Linked DNA regions of Mus musculus: region 1 is linked to region 2. Evidence: chromatin contacts called from public Hi-C data. All regions are on one chromosome and are shown on one strand. The core of a region is the stretch at or near the end of the contact, and the rest is flanking DNA. Distances in the headings are between cores, read along the strand shown. Region 1 overlaps Creb3l2 (cAMP responsive element binding protein 3-like 2). Region 2 overlaps Dgki (diacylglycerol kinase, iota).

Evidence for each region. A called contact is a pair of places that touch in the nucleus more often than the background predicts.
Region 1: a contact with region 2 is called in a Hi-C map of uterus. The contact joins two enhancer-like sites. A contact is called at or near these places in 1 of 39 promoter capture datasets (the 3T3-L1 cell line), 13 of 484 Hi-C or Micro-C datasets (the 3T3-L1 cell line, the C2C12 cell line, cerebellar granule neurons and 6 more) and 4 of 115 datasets of contacts at active chromatin or transcription factors (embryonic stem cells, extraembryonic endoderm stem cells and stem cell-derived neural progenitor cells).

What each region holds. Positions count from the first base shown.
Region 1 is chr6:37,333,009-37,340,517 of GRCm38.p6, forward strand. Creb3l2 (cAMP responsive element binding protein 3-like 2) reads right to left here. Exons shown (of 12, transcript NM_178661.4): 9 at 3,207-3,306; 10 at 2,820-2,946; 11 at 1,355-1,574. Among named protein-coding and RNA genes, the nearest start is that of Dgki, 37 kb to the left of the region's middle. Within about 2 kb of position 3,938, at least 69 of the 459 cell types and tissues checked have an H3K27ac peak or open chromatin away from gene starts, as enhancers often do. A contact at or near this core is called in uterus, where this site is marked.
Region 2 is chr6:37,210,848-37,218,204 of GRCm38.p6, forward strand. All of the region lies in intron 1 of Dgki (diacylglycerol kinase, iota), which reads right to left. Among named protein-coding and RNA genes, the nearest start is that of Dgki, 85 kb to the right of the region's middle. Within about 2 kb of position 5,709, at least 102 of the 459 cell types and tissues checked have an H3K27ac peak or open chromatin away from gene starts, as enhancers often do. A contact at or near this core is called in uterus, where this site is marked.

The DNA of each region.
Region 1 (7,509 bases), core at 2,688-5,187, 120 kb after region 2:
GGATCAGACTGGGCTTCCAGACCCCGAGCTGGGAGAGCAGACTGTGCGGCGAGCCACGCCATCCAGCAGCTCGGTCTCCTGGGGCTTCGGTACTAGCTTCCGGTTCTTTCCAGAATGGGAATAAATTTAAGGCTACTCATGGTGGGATACTTACAAGATTTGTTTTGATAGTACATACAGGCATGACTAGTACCAGTGTTAAATATGTGCTTGCCATGTCCACATATAAAAGTACGTATGATCATGAACTCTGTTGCAAAGAGTTGGGAGAGAAGTAAAAATGGAGTCTTCATTGCTTACCCCGGAGCGGCCCCATTTCGGAGCGGCCTAGGAGCACCGATTCGCTGACTCACCAGCATCACCGTACACTGCCCAGAGGGAGCACGTGTGAGTCCTGTGCCAATTGGCGCCCCCAAGTGCCCCCCTACAACAGCAGTACCTTAAGACTGCATCAGCCATTAAGGACCCCTCCCTCCCCATCGGCTATCGGAGAGGAACAACTTAGTGCAGAATTGGAGCTAAATATGAATGATTTTCAATGTGGAAAAAAAAATGTACAGTGTTTCGCCAGTGCTGCCTCTCGATAGAAGGATACAAACGTGTACAGGGTAGAGCATCCCTAATCCTCAGACTTAAACTCTGAGCTGCTCTAAGAACTAAAACTTTGTCGCCTAACATAGATAAATGTTCAGACTTGGATCTCGTTATGTATGTGCAAATATTCTAACACCTGGAAAATATTCCAAACATTTCACACTGGCCCCAAGCATTTCACACAGAGAGCATCTCATCTGCAGTCACAGCTAACTCCCGTGCATTGACATACAAACCATCACTTATACTGATACCCATCACAGCATTATTTTGCTCTCTAGTTAGAAGGAAACTATAGAAGTGGATTGAAGGTGCATTTGCAGAACAAGCTCTCTACGTCACCAGGTGTTTTTTGGGGAGTCAGGATCTCAGGTAGCCCAGGCTAACCATGAACTCAGTATAAAGCTGAGGCTGGACGTGAATTCCTGGTTTTTCCTGCCTCCTCTTGCCAAGTGCTAGGATTAAAGATACGTGCTACGACATATGGCCAGTTTGTGACTATGGGAGAAAAACGGTCATACTGACTGAGGCGGCTCACATCTTCTCCTGGTCTTTGGGATCATCACTGCCAGCCCTGGGCTGATGATATGGAGACTAGATTAGCTCATCTTAGACCCTTTCCTTGCTAACAGCCATCCACAGATCCTTCCCTGGGCTGTTACTGAAGGTGGGCCCTGTGAGGGCCTCTGGTGTCTGCCCTCCTGCCGGGGCTGATCCACACTCCATCATCAAGCACGAGGTCTGGACCTACAGAACTCACAGGTGCTGCTGAAGCTCCAACAGTACTGACTTCTCCAAGCTCGTCTCATTGGAGATAAGGAAATGGGGAAGATCCACCTCTGGCAGGGCCTCAAGCCCCGACGATGCCCTGAGCAGAGAGGAGCCTCTGTCCCAGCCCCCCAGCTCCCCGGCTGAGGCTGGGCTCGACGACTCTTCCAGGGGAGCGTGTTCCTCATAGATTAGCAGGTTCCTGGATCTCACTGAAGAAAGAACAGGGCAACAGATATTAGCAAAACACCTCAAGGCCCATATACGCCCTTTACTCCAAATGCCCCAGGCCAGTAGCAGATGACAATTAACACACTCTCATCTCCTGGGATGGAGTGCCAGCTAGGTTTGGCTTTCTGCAATGGCTTCAGGTTTCAGAGATTATGGATCAAAACTTATACCAATGCTACAGGCTGGAAGGACATAAAAGCAAATAAACACTGAGCCCACTTCCACCCTCACTGTCTTTAAATAAAACTCCCCTCACACCTACCCATAATTGACCCTGGGGGGAAAAAACTCAAGGAAAGCTGGGGTCAAATACTTGGAGCTGTTAAAACCCAGACGAAAGAGGAGGCATCCCCAGAAAGCAGGTCTTAGAATCTGCTGAGACAGCACAAAGCCAATCCAACAAGTCAGAGGGCGACAACCTCTGTTGCATTATGGGAGAGTCACATAGATGACTCTGCAACCATTTTTCCTGAATATAGAAACAGTGCTCCCCTTAACTTACAAAATTTAAAGCTATCTTCCTAGGTGCAGAAGGTCCCCAAGAATCGACTGAAATTATCTGAAAGGAATGTCATTTTATCACCTGTCTAGCCTGGATAGGCCTAACGGCTGCAGTCCACAGACATTTCGAGAATGGTGAAATTATCCCTTTCTCAAATCCAGTGCCTCCAAACTTGCTGTGTGTTGTTGCTAATAGAGCTGTGCCACTCGGTGTATATTCCCTCCTTGTTCCCCTCTGTTTTCTAAATACTCAAAAGATTACCATTGGTCAAGGTGAGAACAGTATATGCTATCTGGTGAACATCTCTGAGCATCCAAAGTCTTGAGCCCAAGACAGATGAGTTCTTTAATTTTTGTTGCAAACTCTCACTGCAACACCATATAACTCCCCTCAGGGAGTCAGAGACTCTGAGATATCAGAGCAAGCTAAATGTCCTCCTCGCTCTCTGGTCTTCCAAGATCCACATCGCCCCACCCCACCCCAAGTCAGAACTCCAAAGGGGGTGTCAGGGCTTATCAGAGAAGGAATCTGGAGCACTAGGGACTTCTGTTAACTCTCTGTGGAATTCTTGAGAATTCCTGGTGCTACCCAGGGAGTCCAGTGGCCACTCCCAGAACACCCCACCTGCAAACAGAGATGCTCTACTCTTACACATGGGTTGGGATCCCTTGCAGAGAGCTCGGAAAGCCAACTGCAGGCAAACAAAAACAAGGTGGTGACTTACCCACGGAGGCTGTGTATGGCTCTGACAGAGGATGCTGGCTGGGCAGAGCCATCTTGGTGGCAGAAGGATAAGGCCCATAGCCTTGAAAGAAGCTTCCAAATGCAACAGCAAAGCAAAGCACAACGACCTAGAGGTAAGGAGAGAACACGGGGAGCTGTAGAGCTCAGACTGTGGGTGGCTGACCTCTGGGAACAAGGGACAAGAAAGAGCACAAGTCTGTTAGGGGTCAGGTCACCCTCACTTGTGTCCTTGAAATGACGAGACAAGGGGAAGCCTTGGAACGGGATGTATGGTCTCTCTGGCTTCATTCATTGTTAGCATTTTCAAGGTAGGGGAGTCTGGAAATGGGGGGCTTGCCAGGGGAGGAAGTCCCTTTGGGAAACTCACCATGAGGCAGGTGCCAGTCTGTGTGCCAGCTAACTTGCAGGTTCGAGAGACCTTCCCCATCACCAAAGTCTGAAGCTTCTGAAGTTGCTGAAGGAGAGTCCTGCCACGGTGATAAGTGAAAGTCAGGAAGGGGCACGTGAGAGCGAGCTGCTCTGAACGACTCTCCCGCAGAAGTCATAGCGGCTTCACACCTGTGACTGAGCAGGGTCTGGAAGCACGGCAAAAGGACTACACCTGGGCGGGTGTCCTTTGGACTACACCTGCTGGCAGCGCCACCGCAGAACCCCCTGGAGCTTCAGAGTCAGCCTTGACAACAGCTCTGCAGCCTGCAGCTGTTCTGGGCAAGAGAGGAGCCCCCAAATCAACCCTGACAGGCAGAAACTTGTCTGTCAGCCAATGAGGGAAGAAAAGGACACTCTGGTTGGATGACTCCCCTCTCTCCAAGTTCCTATGTTCAGACTGAAGCTGCAATATAATGATAATAGGCAGGGGGTGTGGGGTGAGTAGCCTTGAGAATAGAGTTTTAATAACAGGACGAGTGCCCACATAAGGGGCTAAAAGTACAGTTCTTCACTACATGGGAACACAGCTAGGAGCTGTCGTTTTTTTCTTTGCACCAGAAGGCAGCCTTTACCAGACACCGAATCTGCCAGCACCTTGATCTTGGCCGCCTCTGCCTCCAGTACAGCAAGAAATGCATTTCTGTTGTTTCCAAGCCAGTCCTTTTATGGTATTGTGTTACAGCAGTCTGAACTGACTAGGGCAGTGGTAATTACAAAGGAGGCTCGTTTCACCAAGAGATGAGAGACACTGATCTATAAAAACAAAAACAAGAGAAGGAGAGAAACAAAGGCCGGCAGAGAACAATAGCAGGAGGGGCCAGAGGTGGTGGCTTGACTGGAAATGGCCAGTCCATCAGTGAGCGGCAAGTTTACACAGAGCACTCTGCAGAGGAAGGGAGGGAGCAGGGAAGAGGAGAGAGGGAAAGGGGGATGGTACTCCCCAGCTAGGACAACTGTGGATGTTCAGAGATGAGGACAGCAGTATACACACTGTAATATCAGGATGTTGTGTGGGAGCATCTTTGCAAATCCTAAACCAAGAATGGCAAGACATAGCAGGGGTCTGGCAGCACATCCTCCCAGGTTAGAGTGTCTCCCGGGACTCAGGGGGACTAGCATAAAGCCTGGGACCCCTGCCTCATTCTCATCAGCTCTGCTCAAGGCCGGCATCCACTACAAAATGGAAAGGGTTTGTGAGAACATACGGTCTGAGTATCAAAGATTTTCAGAAAACAGCGAACCGTGATGGAATGTTTGAAAGCCAGGCAAGAAGAATTCTGGGATTTCCTCACATCTTGCTTGCCATCACAGCCTACCCGCGGCATGTCTTTCCAATGATGAAAACACATGCAAGCTTTTCTGAGGTTTGTAATTCTGTCCTGCCCAGTATCAAAGACATGAATTCTCTTAGTTTAAGCAAGGGTAGGCTGGCTTTGAGATGGTTTTCCTTTCTGCAGTATCAGTGGAGGTAGACTTGGTGAAAGAATTTGAACAGCCCTCAGCACACATGGTAGAAGGCTTTCTAAACTCAAAAAAATCTCCCTGTGGTCCTACCCACTCTGTGTTTTTTGCCATGTGGAATAATTTTAGGATAGCAAGATAATATTTCCTATGGAAGGCTATTGTACTCAATCATACTTTTCATTTTGGCTATATAAAAGCATGACCAGATGGGGTTAGACATGACCCTTATTAATTTATCAAAGTAGGATTTGCTTTAAAAGCACACTGCATGTTGCTCAAGGTGAAGAAATGCTGATAGCACACTTATTTTAAATTCCACTTTAAAAGTTCATAACCAAGAGTCCCTGTGCTGCAGAACTTTCTTCTGTCGTAGAATTTCCTCTCTGTCCTGCCTAAGCTTCCTCAGAAGCCTCTGCACTACCCACCAACACAGCCCCCACCGCAGCAGCACCAGATACTGAGTGAGCTCTTGCCTGGCCAATGGCTCAGTGGAACTCATTCTACAGACTTGCCATCCTGCCAGCCGTAGCATGTGTGTGTGTAGCATGTGACTGTCATCTGTAATGCCAGCCCCAAGTTCCTCTCGAGGTTCTCCCTCAAGTCCTGGGACCTATATACAAGCAAGCCCACAGGCAGGAACACTTCTTCCAAGGCATCGATCCTAAGGTCTTGGGCTGCCTGCTGAACTACAGCAGGGACCTCACTGCTTCCAGCGTTGGCTGATGCTGTCACTGGGTGCCCCAACTCTGCCTTGAGCATTCTTGTGCCAGGATGTAAGCTCAGCTGTAAGCTACACAGGGATGGTCATCTTCTCTCTACCCAGCCTTCAGCTAGAAGGACCCTTCCCAAGCTGTACCAATGCCATCTACTTTGCTCCAACATCCTCTGGTGGCTTGGAAGCAAAAACATAAATATTATTTATTTATATATTTTTTTGCCTGTTTATCATCAAACATTCTACACTTCCTCTCTGCCCACCCACGGTCTGAGAAAACAGATTCCCCAGGACAACAGAAATACCCCTCCCTTCCAATTTCTAGGTAAGACTCCTGGGATTAGCATCCACTTTCCTAAGACAAATATTCTTCCAGGTACCCCCCTGAAAAGGGACTTTTAGCAAGGAAGATATCCCAAAAGCGCCTTGGTGGGATGAGTGGCACAAGTTCCAAGCCAGACCTCCACCACAACCCTCCCAGTTACAGTGCCAGATGCTCTAAGTTTGGGGGAATTGTTGGAGGAAGCCAGAAAGGCTAAGCTCACTGATTTGACATCCATCAGTGTATTCTTTACAGACTCAAAGATGATCATACACGGAGTCAGCTGAAGTGAAACTGGTCATTGAATGGGTTCTGATTTCTAAGAACTTACAAACAGCCCTTTAAGATGAGCAAACACTGTAGTTCCCAATGCATGCTTTCAGTTTGGAATTCTGGCAGAAGGCAACAGCTTGGTGACATGCAGATTGCTGCTGCTTTTCCTGCTGGAAATGTGCTGCAGTCACATTAATGTGATATTGACAACAGCCCCATGGAATGACATGTGCACATGTCATTAGACACAAAACGTCACTATTACAAATAACCACAGAAGGGAGAACTGTACCAGGACCCAGGTGAAAATAAAGGGCCATGGTAACAACCAGTCTAATAGCAGTGAGGTCTGTAGCCACTAATGTCTAATAATAATGACACAAATATATGCATAGGGATACATGTTTGTATGTGTGTATCCATGAATGTGATCGTATGCTCATGTGTACTTGTGTGTACATGCATATACATGTATGATGTGTGCATATATGTATGTGGATACATGTTGGTACAGATGTATATTTGTGTATATGTGTACTTGTATGTACATGTGTACCTGTTTGTACATGTATACACATGAACATGTATGTACCTATGTGCACACATATGGGTACATGTACATGTGTGTCTGTGTAGATACATGTGTATATGTATGTATATATATATATATATGTGTGTGTGTGTGTGTGTGTGTGTGTATGTGTGTGTGTGTGTGTGTGCATATGTGTACCTATGTATATGGGTAGATATGTATATACACATTTATGCATGTGCATTTTGTACCTATGTGTATATGTATATATGTGTGTACCTGTGTGAATATGTGCACATATGCATATATGTATATATCTGTGTGTATATCAGCATATGTATGTATCTGGGTATACCTGTGTACATGTGTGTATATATATATATGTGTGTGTGTGTGTATGTATGTATGTGTATCTGCATATGGGTATGTATATGTGTTAGTGTACATATGTGCATATGTGTATATGAGTGTATGTATATATATATGTGTGTCTGTGTGATACATGTATGTATGTGTGTATATGTATATATGTATGTATATATATATATATATATATATATATATATATATATACATATACACACACATACCTGTGTGTATGTATGTGTGTGATGAAAGTAAAAAGGGGACCATGAGAGGTGAGAGAGTGTAATGAATACAGGTGACTGGAAAGCAGAAGAGAGACTGGTTGAAGAGAACAAGTAAGAAACAAGTACAATGAGGTGTGTATGGAAATGCCACTATGGAACCCATTTACTTTTTATGCTAACTTCAAAACACTCATAAACAATGAAGGAAAATAAATCCCTTGTGGAACGTCTATAGGTGTATTGAAAACAATGCAAATGATAGAGAGGCTCAGATGAGCCCTGCACAGCGCGAGGTGTCAGGAAGTCAAACCCAGGATTTATTTAGATAAATGGAAAAGATGAGAC
Region 2 (7,357 bases), core at 4,459-6,958:
GAACATTATGCAGCTTGAGGGACAGCTACTGCCTACTCTCCTGACATCAAATGTAGCCTGGAATGTTAGTGGTAAGGAAGACAGACACTTAGGAAAGGATACAGCCAAGAGTGAAGATTGTTCCCTCCCCTCCCCTCCCCTCCCCTCCCCTCCCCTCCCCTCCTCCTCTCCCCTCCCCTCCCCTCCCCTCCTCTCCTATCTTCTGTCTACAGGCAACATAGCTACAGGATGGAATGTCCCCCACAGGCCCAAGTAATGCGAAGGTGGAGACCAGCTGGAAGACTTATGTTACAGGGACACGCCTTTGAAGGTTATACTTGGTCTGCGTTCTCTCCTCACCTCTGCTTCCCATCACCACCCTCATCCTCTACTGCCATGCCACTAGCCCAGGAAGTGAGGGCTGGAGCCTCTGCAGTATGAGCCACCCCTCACAGCGTCATAGCAACCTGAAAAGCAGCTGACAGCGGCCGCCTCTGGGAACCACCATGGAAGTAAAGGAAAATGTGTGTGTCCACAACTCCCTTTCCAAATGGCGAATGAGCGAACCCATCGTGAGACAACCGGCCACAGCAGGCTCTTCGGAGAGAGGTGTGCTTTGAACCAAGCCTTCATCCAGCACAGCATTTACACAAAATAAACAGTCCTACCTTCCCCTGTCATCAACAATAGCTGACATAGAAGAATCGGTGTTGAGAAAGCAGCGGCCTCCAGTGCTCATAGATCACCGACAAGCCTGCTTCCTGCAGAGGCTTTAATAACCAAGCAGATAGGAGATCTGCCCCCCAACACACACACACCCCATTTCCACAGCACACAGCTCATCAATAACCGAGGAAGGAGATAATGTGCCAAGCCCTGCTGTGCCCTCCCAGCCGAGCGTGACCTCTCAGGTTCCTGGTTTTGCACGCTCTGAGTTCACGCCTGGGAAGTGATGGAAATAGACCCTTGGCTGCACAGGCCTTTTCTGATTCATTTGTAAACTACACTAATAATCCCAAGATGCAGACACAGGAGGGGGACAGTCATCCTGGAACTGTCAGGAAGGTTATTTTTTGCAAGACAGAAGGGAATGATTATAATGATTTATTAAAATCTTACAATGTGAGAAAGTAAGATCGGCAAACAAAATCCAATTAAGGAATTCACCAAATAAAAGGGAATTGAACTCCCCCAGCCTGGGGCTGACAAAGACGCCATTCAGGAAAGAGCTTTGTATGCTAAACTTAGCAAGGCAAACCTAGTTATTTTCCATGCAGTGCTGTTCTTAAAAGAACTATTTAACTTCATCCATCTCTAGGACTAAGTATTTAGACTTGTGGAGTTTTTTTAAAAAAAAAAATTAAACTCCAATTTAAAATGCATTTGCCTCAAGGACTGCCTTGTGTAGGCCTGAGTTGATTAATTCAATGTTCATAAGACTAACTGGATTTATTTTCTTTCCCTTCCCCCAAGTCTTTCAAACCATACAAGGGCCCCTAAAACCTACACATTCTAGTTTTCAACTTACTGTTCCCAGATGCATTAATCTAGTGCCATTCCTTTCTCAACGTCGTGGGCTCCGTGCATTGGGCGGCTGGGGGGGGGGGGTATGATGTTTGTTATTTTAAAGTTTCAGGGGCTGGGGCAGACAGCTCAGTGGATAAAGTACTGACAGCCTGAGTTCAAGCCCAGCACCCATGTGAAAAGCCAGGTGTGGTAGCAGACTTATCCCAGCACTGGGGAAACAAGGGCAGGCAGCTCGAGGCTTGCTGGCCATCCAGCCTAGCTGCACGGCTACCCAAGCAGTGAGAGGGCCTGACTCAGATAGAGAGCCCCTGAGGAGTGACACCCAGGACTGACCTCTGACCTTCACACTTACAGTTGGACAAGTATACACAAACGTGTGCACACACAGAAACATTCACACACACACACACACACACACACACACACACACACACACACACACACGCCTTTATTTTTCTCTTCATTTCCCAGACAAAGTCTACCATATCTAACAATACCTCAGAGACAGAGGAATGAAGGTTGCCCTTGACTTCTAAAGCTGCCCTTGCCCTGGGTTCCCTCTGGAGGTCTTGCTGCCCATAAAGAACATTTCCCATCTGAATTCCCAAGCTTCAGATTGCACCTCCTGCTCCAGGGAAGCTTCCTCCGGACTCACAGATGGCATGCCCGGGCCAGGACCTCTGTCCTTCCCATTCTGCCCTGCAGCGCCACAGAGCACCTCCCCCTCCACATCTCCACTTCCTCTTCTCACTTCTAGCATGTGCCTCAGTCCAGCTCTTCTGGGCCTTCTCATCTTCCTATTCCCCACCTGCCATGTGACCTCACAGAAATCATCCACTTCTGTGTCCTAGCTGCTTCCAAACACTGTGGCGACAGTGAAGAAGCCCAGGATCTCTGCTCTGCTCTTGAACCTCTCTGCTCTGACTTCTCTCTCTCTCTCTCTCTCTCTCTCTCTCTCTCTCTCTCTCTCTCTCTCTCTCTCTCTCTCTCCCTCTCTCTCTCTCTCTAAGAAAGGAACAGTCACATTCAAAATATCTAAAACTGTCCTCATGGCCTGCCTCTCCGTGTCTGTTCTTCCGAGTGTATCTCATTCTAGAAACTAGCCAGTCAGGCCAGAACCAGAAACCAGCTCGGTACACTTCTCCACCCACACGCAGCAATCAGCAAGCAAGACCAGACCTCCTTCTCTCCCTTCTACACTTCTCCCTCACTTGGGACCTCCTGGCTCTCCTCTCTGGACACATTGCTCCTTCCTTTGAGTTTAGTTAATGATCCCACATCAACTGGTCAAGCCTAAGTCCTTTATCCAATTCTTATGCTTCCCTTTTCCATCTCAGCGCCACTAAACTGCATGAAGCCATGCTATACCTTCCCTTCCGACAGGAGACCTGCCTACCCATGTCCCGTCAGGACTCATTTCAATCATCACCTACTCTGTGAAGCCTTCTGTTCCACATGAACTGCTGCATACCCTTAAAATATGCTCATTGAAGCATTAACCCCAAATATGGCTGGTTTTGAAAAGGGCGGGGGAGGCTCTAAGGAAGTAATTAAGGATAATATAAAGAGTATGTAAGGCTTTGGGGACACTGAGATAGCTCACCGAGAAAAGATTCCTGTCACCAGGCCTGACAACTTGAGTCTGATCCCTTGGAGCGACATGGTGGAAGGAGAGAATGAATTTCCACAAGCTGTCCTCTGACCTTTACACATACATTATGGAGTACCCAACCCCCACCACCAAAAATAGATGAATCGATTAGTGTACAGATTTTTTTAAATAGTGCAGCTCTGATCTGATAAGATTGGAACCTTTATAGAAAAGACACCAGAAAATATATCCATGTGCTCCTTCACATTTCTTCTCTCTCAGAAGCATGGAAAGAGAGGTGGACTTCTATCTAGGAAGACATCTCCCCAGAGACCTAACCCTGTCAGAACCTTGGTTTGGAATCTCTAGACTTTGGTACAGAACGATGAAGCTTTGTTGCTGCTGCTGCTTCCTAAATGATACTCCATCCTTACCCTTTTACCCTCACCCAGGACAAGCTGACCATCACTTCTTGTAATTTGCTCATGGGTCCACCCATCAGACTATCCATGAACTTATAACACAGCGAGCTATGTCTGTGTCTCTCACCCACTAACCTCGGACTCCTAGAGAGGAGAAATGGTGTGTTATCTGCATCCTTGTGATATTTCTCTTGTTCTGATACAGCACTTGCCCAGAGACAATTTGTGCTTGGTAAATTAGCTCACAAATGAAAAGACTTTCAGTTAATTTGTAAGGCTGACTATGAGGTAAGTGAACAATTTACACGCCAGCATAGAACTTTCTTTTCGTTTGGTTGGTTGGTTCGTTTGTTGCTGCTGTTGTTACTATTGCTGCTGCTATTTTTAGTTTTTGTTTTCCCAGACAGGATTTCTCTGTGTAGCCTTGGCTGTCCTAGAACTCATTCTGTAGACCATGCTGGCCTCGAACCCATAGATCCCTCTAACTCTGCCTCCGGAGGGCTGGAATAGAGGTGTGTGCCTGTGACTTGGCTCAGAACCTTCATCCATTCCTCACATCCTCTTGAATGATCTTATTCCCCACACAAAAGGGAACGCTTTGTTGCATCCTGCACCCACACCCTCCTTTCTCTTCTTTCCTTTTAGGGTGCTTGGTGAGTGACCTCCCAACAAGTAGTTTATGTCAAACCCTGTAGGTGCCAGACAACAAAGAAAATTAAAGTCGCTATTTCTGGAGAGCTCTCTCACCAACAAAATCTCAGCGCATGGCCTGGCCCCCAGGGTTTTAGGAACTCTGTCTCACTGCTGAACAAAAGTTATACCTCCCACTCATGATGGAGCCAAGACACAGGATGACTTTATCCACCTGAGAGAGGCGGGCTTGAGAAAAGAAGGAAAAGAAAAGGTCCGTTGAGGCTGCTGTCCAAGTTGCCACCTCTCTCATGCCTGAGCCAGCCCTCTTCTACCCTCAGGGGAGATCAGCTACCTTTGTGTTCCCTCTCCCCAGCTATTTATGACAATTTGCAACAAAGAGCTTGGACCTATATCTCTCTTAGAATTTTTCCTCTTTGAACAAGAGAGCCTCTTTTTTCACGCGCTTGAGCTACATACACTTTGGAGACAATCGATTTCGAAAGGTTTGTGAATCCACTTTGCCACCTCTTTCCTCAGTTAAAACTGCAAGGTCTCCGGTACGCTGTTATCTATGATTCCTAAGCTTTCAGCGCCTGTAGGGCTGCAAGGTCCTGAGGGGCCTTGGCCTTCAGCCTCCCCAGGACTCATTCTAGACTCCAGCCCCACCCCCTGCCCAGACAATCTGTAGCTCCGGAATCTGCATGTGTAGGAAGATGTGGAAGGGTCGGGGTGCAGTTGGGAAGCAGGGGAGGGAAGCAGCTGACCTCCAAAGCCACTTTTTCAGAGCTCTTTACATTAGACTGAGAAGTCTGTGTCCCTCTCCAACCGTGCTGGTGCTATTTTGGGACAGACCATGCTGGGCGTGATGAGGAGATACGTAAGCCAAAAGAGCCGTTTGTCTGTGATGCTGCCAGCGTCTCAGTATTCCCACTCAGGTGCTTTGATCTTACTCAGAAAGTAGCAGCAGCATTCACCTCTCTTTTCAAAGCATCCGTGTTCTTACTGACAGATCCCCGAGCAGCTACAGAAGAGGCTAGCAACGTCTCAAGGGCAAACGACTTCTAAGAAGTTCTTGACCAAGTCCAGATGTAGGCTTGGTAAAGAGGCCACATTAACGTGAACATACCATCTCTCTACCCTCTCTCGGGTACACATAAACTTGGAACATCCCCAGAAAAGCATTCTTGACAGGCTCAGGCCTCGTTGCTCAGGAGTAAAAAAAAAAAAAAAAAGACATTCTAGAAAACTAAAAATACAAAAACCACATTCTTTGCGGCACCTCCACACCACAGCACACATGATAAATAGGACTGAACAGAAAAATGTACACGCCAGAGGTAGACTGAGGCAACGCACTCTGAGTGTTCCCAGCATCCCTGCAGCCGCCAGCCCTGTTCCCAGCCCCAGGTTCCTTCCTTTCTCTGAGTTAGCTAGACCCACCTTACCTACTGATCTCCCCTGCCCTCCCTCTTGCCTTTCTCTCCTTTCTAGTCACTGTGGGTGACTATGGTGATGTCTATAACAGCCAAGAGCCTGAGGGAAGAAATGTCGTTTTCCAAAACTCTGGGCTTTTACCCAGCTGACTCATTCCACCTCCCTCCCTCAGTCCCAAACCCCAGTCTTCCGCCAGCAGCTTGTTGTCATGGTTACTCTAATCTTTATCTGCTTTGCTTGTTAAACAAGCTGGCTTTCCTCCAACCCACCTCCTGGCTGCCCCTACCTCTGTGACTTTACCCCCCTTGGCTCCATCTCCTTCTTTTCCAGTAGTGACAAAGAGAAGGTGCACAAATCCCTGTTCCCTTTTCTCACCTCTCTCCACCAGATTCCATCAGAGCAGTTTCTCTTCTGTTTATTCCTAATGGAAAAGTACCACTCAGGAGGGAAACCACACCTGGCTGGAAACTAAGGCTCTACAGAGGCCCTAGAGATAGAAGAGAATAAGGGACACTACTGGTGAAGTTCATTAAAAACTCTCTTGGTTGGCCAAGAAACTGATTGTTAGAGTTCTTTAACCAACGCACTGGGGTCTGTTGAGACCGCTCTGCCCAAGGAACCACCCACATCACACTAGAGCCTTGAATGCTTCTTCAAAGATACAGTCCTTCTCCAGAAGTCACACAGCACACCCCTCCACTCCTCCACTCTTTTCTTGTCCAGGGTGAGTCTCTTTAGGATGCTCCGGATTCAGCTGGTTCTTGCTACCTTGGAGAGCTTAATTCCACCCAAATGTCCTCCTTCTCTTGTTTCTTAAACCAGCTTCTCTATGCTTACTCGCTTTCCCCTCAGAATACAAGTATAGCTTTCCACCTTTAAACGGGGGCGGGGGGTCTCCTTTTGACTCAAGTTCTTGCCCACTGGCCACACCTTCAGCTTTGGAAATCCACCTTCTTGTCATTTTTCCCTTGGTTTGCATTCAACCTAGTGCAGAACATTTCCCTCCAGAATCATGGCAGAGCCACAGTTGTGAAGAGCTTTCCTACTGACTGACCTCAGTGCACCCCACACGGTTGGTTGTTCTCCTTAGCAAGTAGCTGGGATTATGCCCCAAAACACAGAGGTAAGTCTTCAAAGACATTTCACTGACCTTTGAATCTTGGCTTGAGTGTTTGCAAGTGCCCTAACTTTAGGCAAATGATTTAACCTTTGTTGCCTCAGTTTCCTCATATTTCACTGAGGTAGTAACTTATCTACTCTTTATAGTTAATTGAGATTATTAAATGAAGCAATATACATAAACAAAGACATGCCCCCCCACACACACCCCGTAAATGCTCAAAAATCACTAGTGACCAAGAAATGGATAATCAGAGTTCTTTGTTCAGCTTGCTGGGATTTGCTGAGTCTACTTTGCCCAGGGAGCTACCTCAGACTAGGGCCCTGAATCTTCTTCAAAGATAATCCTTCTCCCAAGGTCTTACCATCACCAAGCTGGTCAACAGTATTAGCTGCCCTGTCTCCTTCTCCTTTGATATCGTCTCCCACTGTCCCCTTCTCCTCCCTGTCTTCCCTCTTGGCTTCTGTCATGAATGCCTCATTAGCTCTCTTAGAGTTTTCAATAGACTTCTGTTCCAGGCCTTCTACCCTTCTCTACTGAATGCTCTGCCCCCTTAATAATCTGTTACATACATTTAAATACCACAGTATATGGAAGCCTACAGAATCTCCTAGACTCCAGACCTTCCTATCTTAGAATCTGTTAGCAATC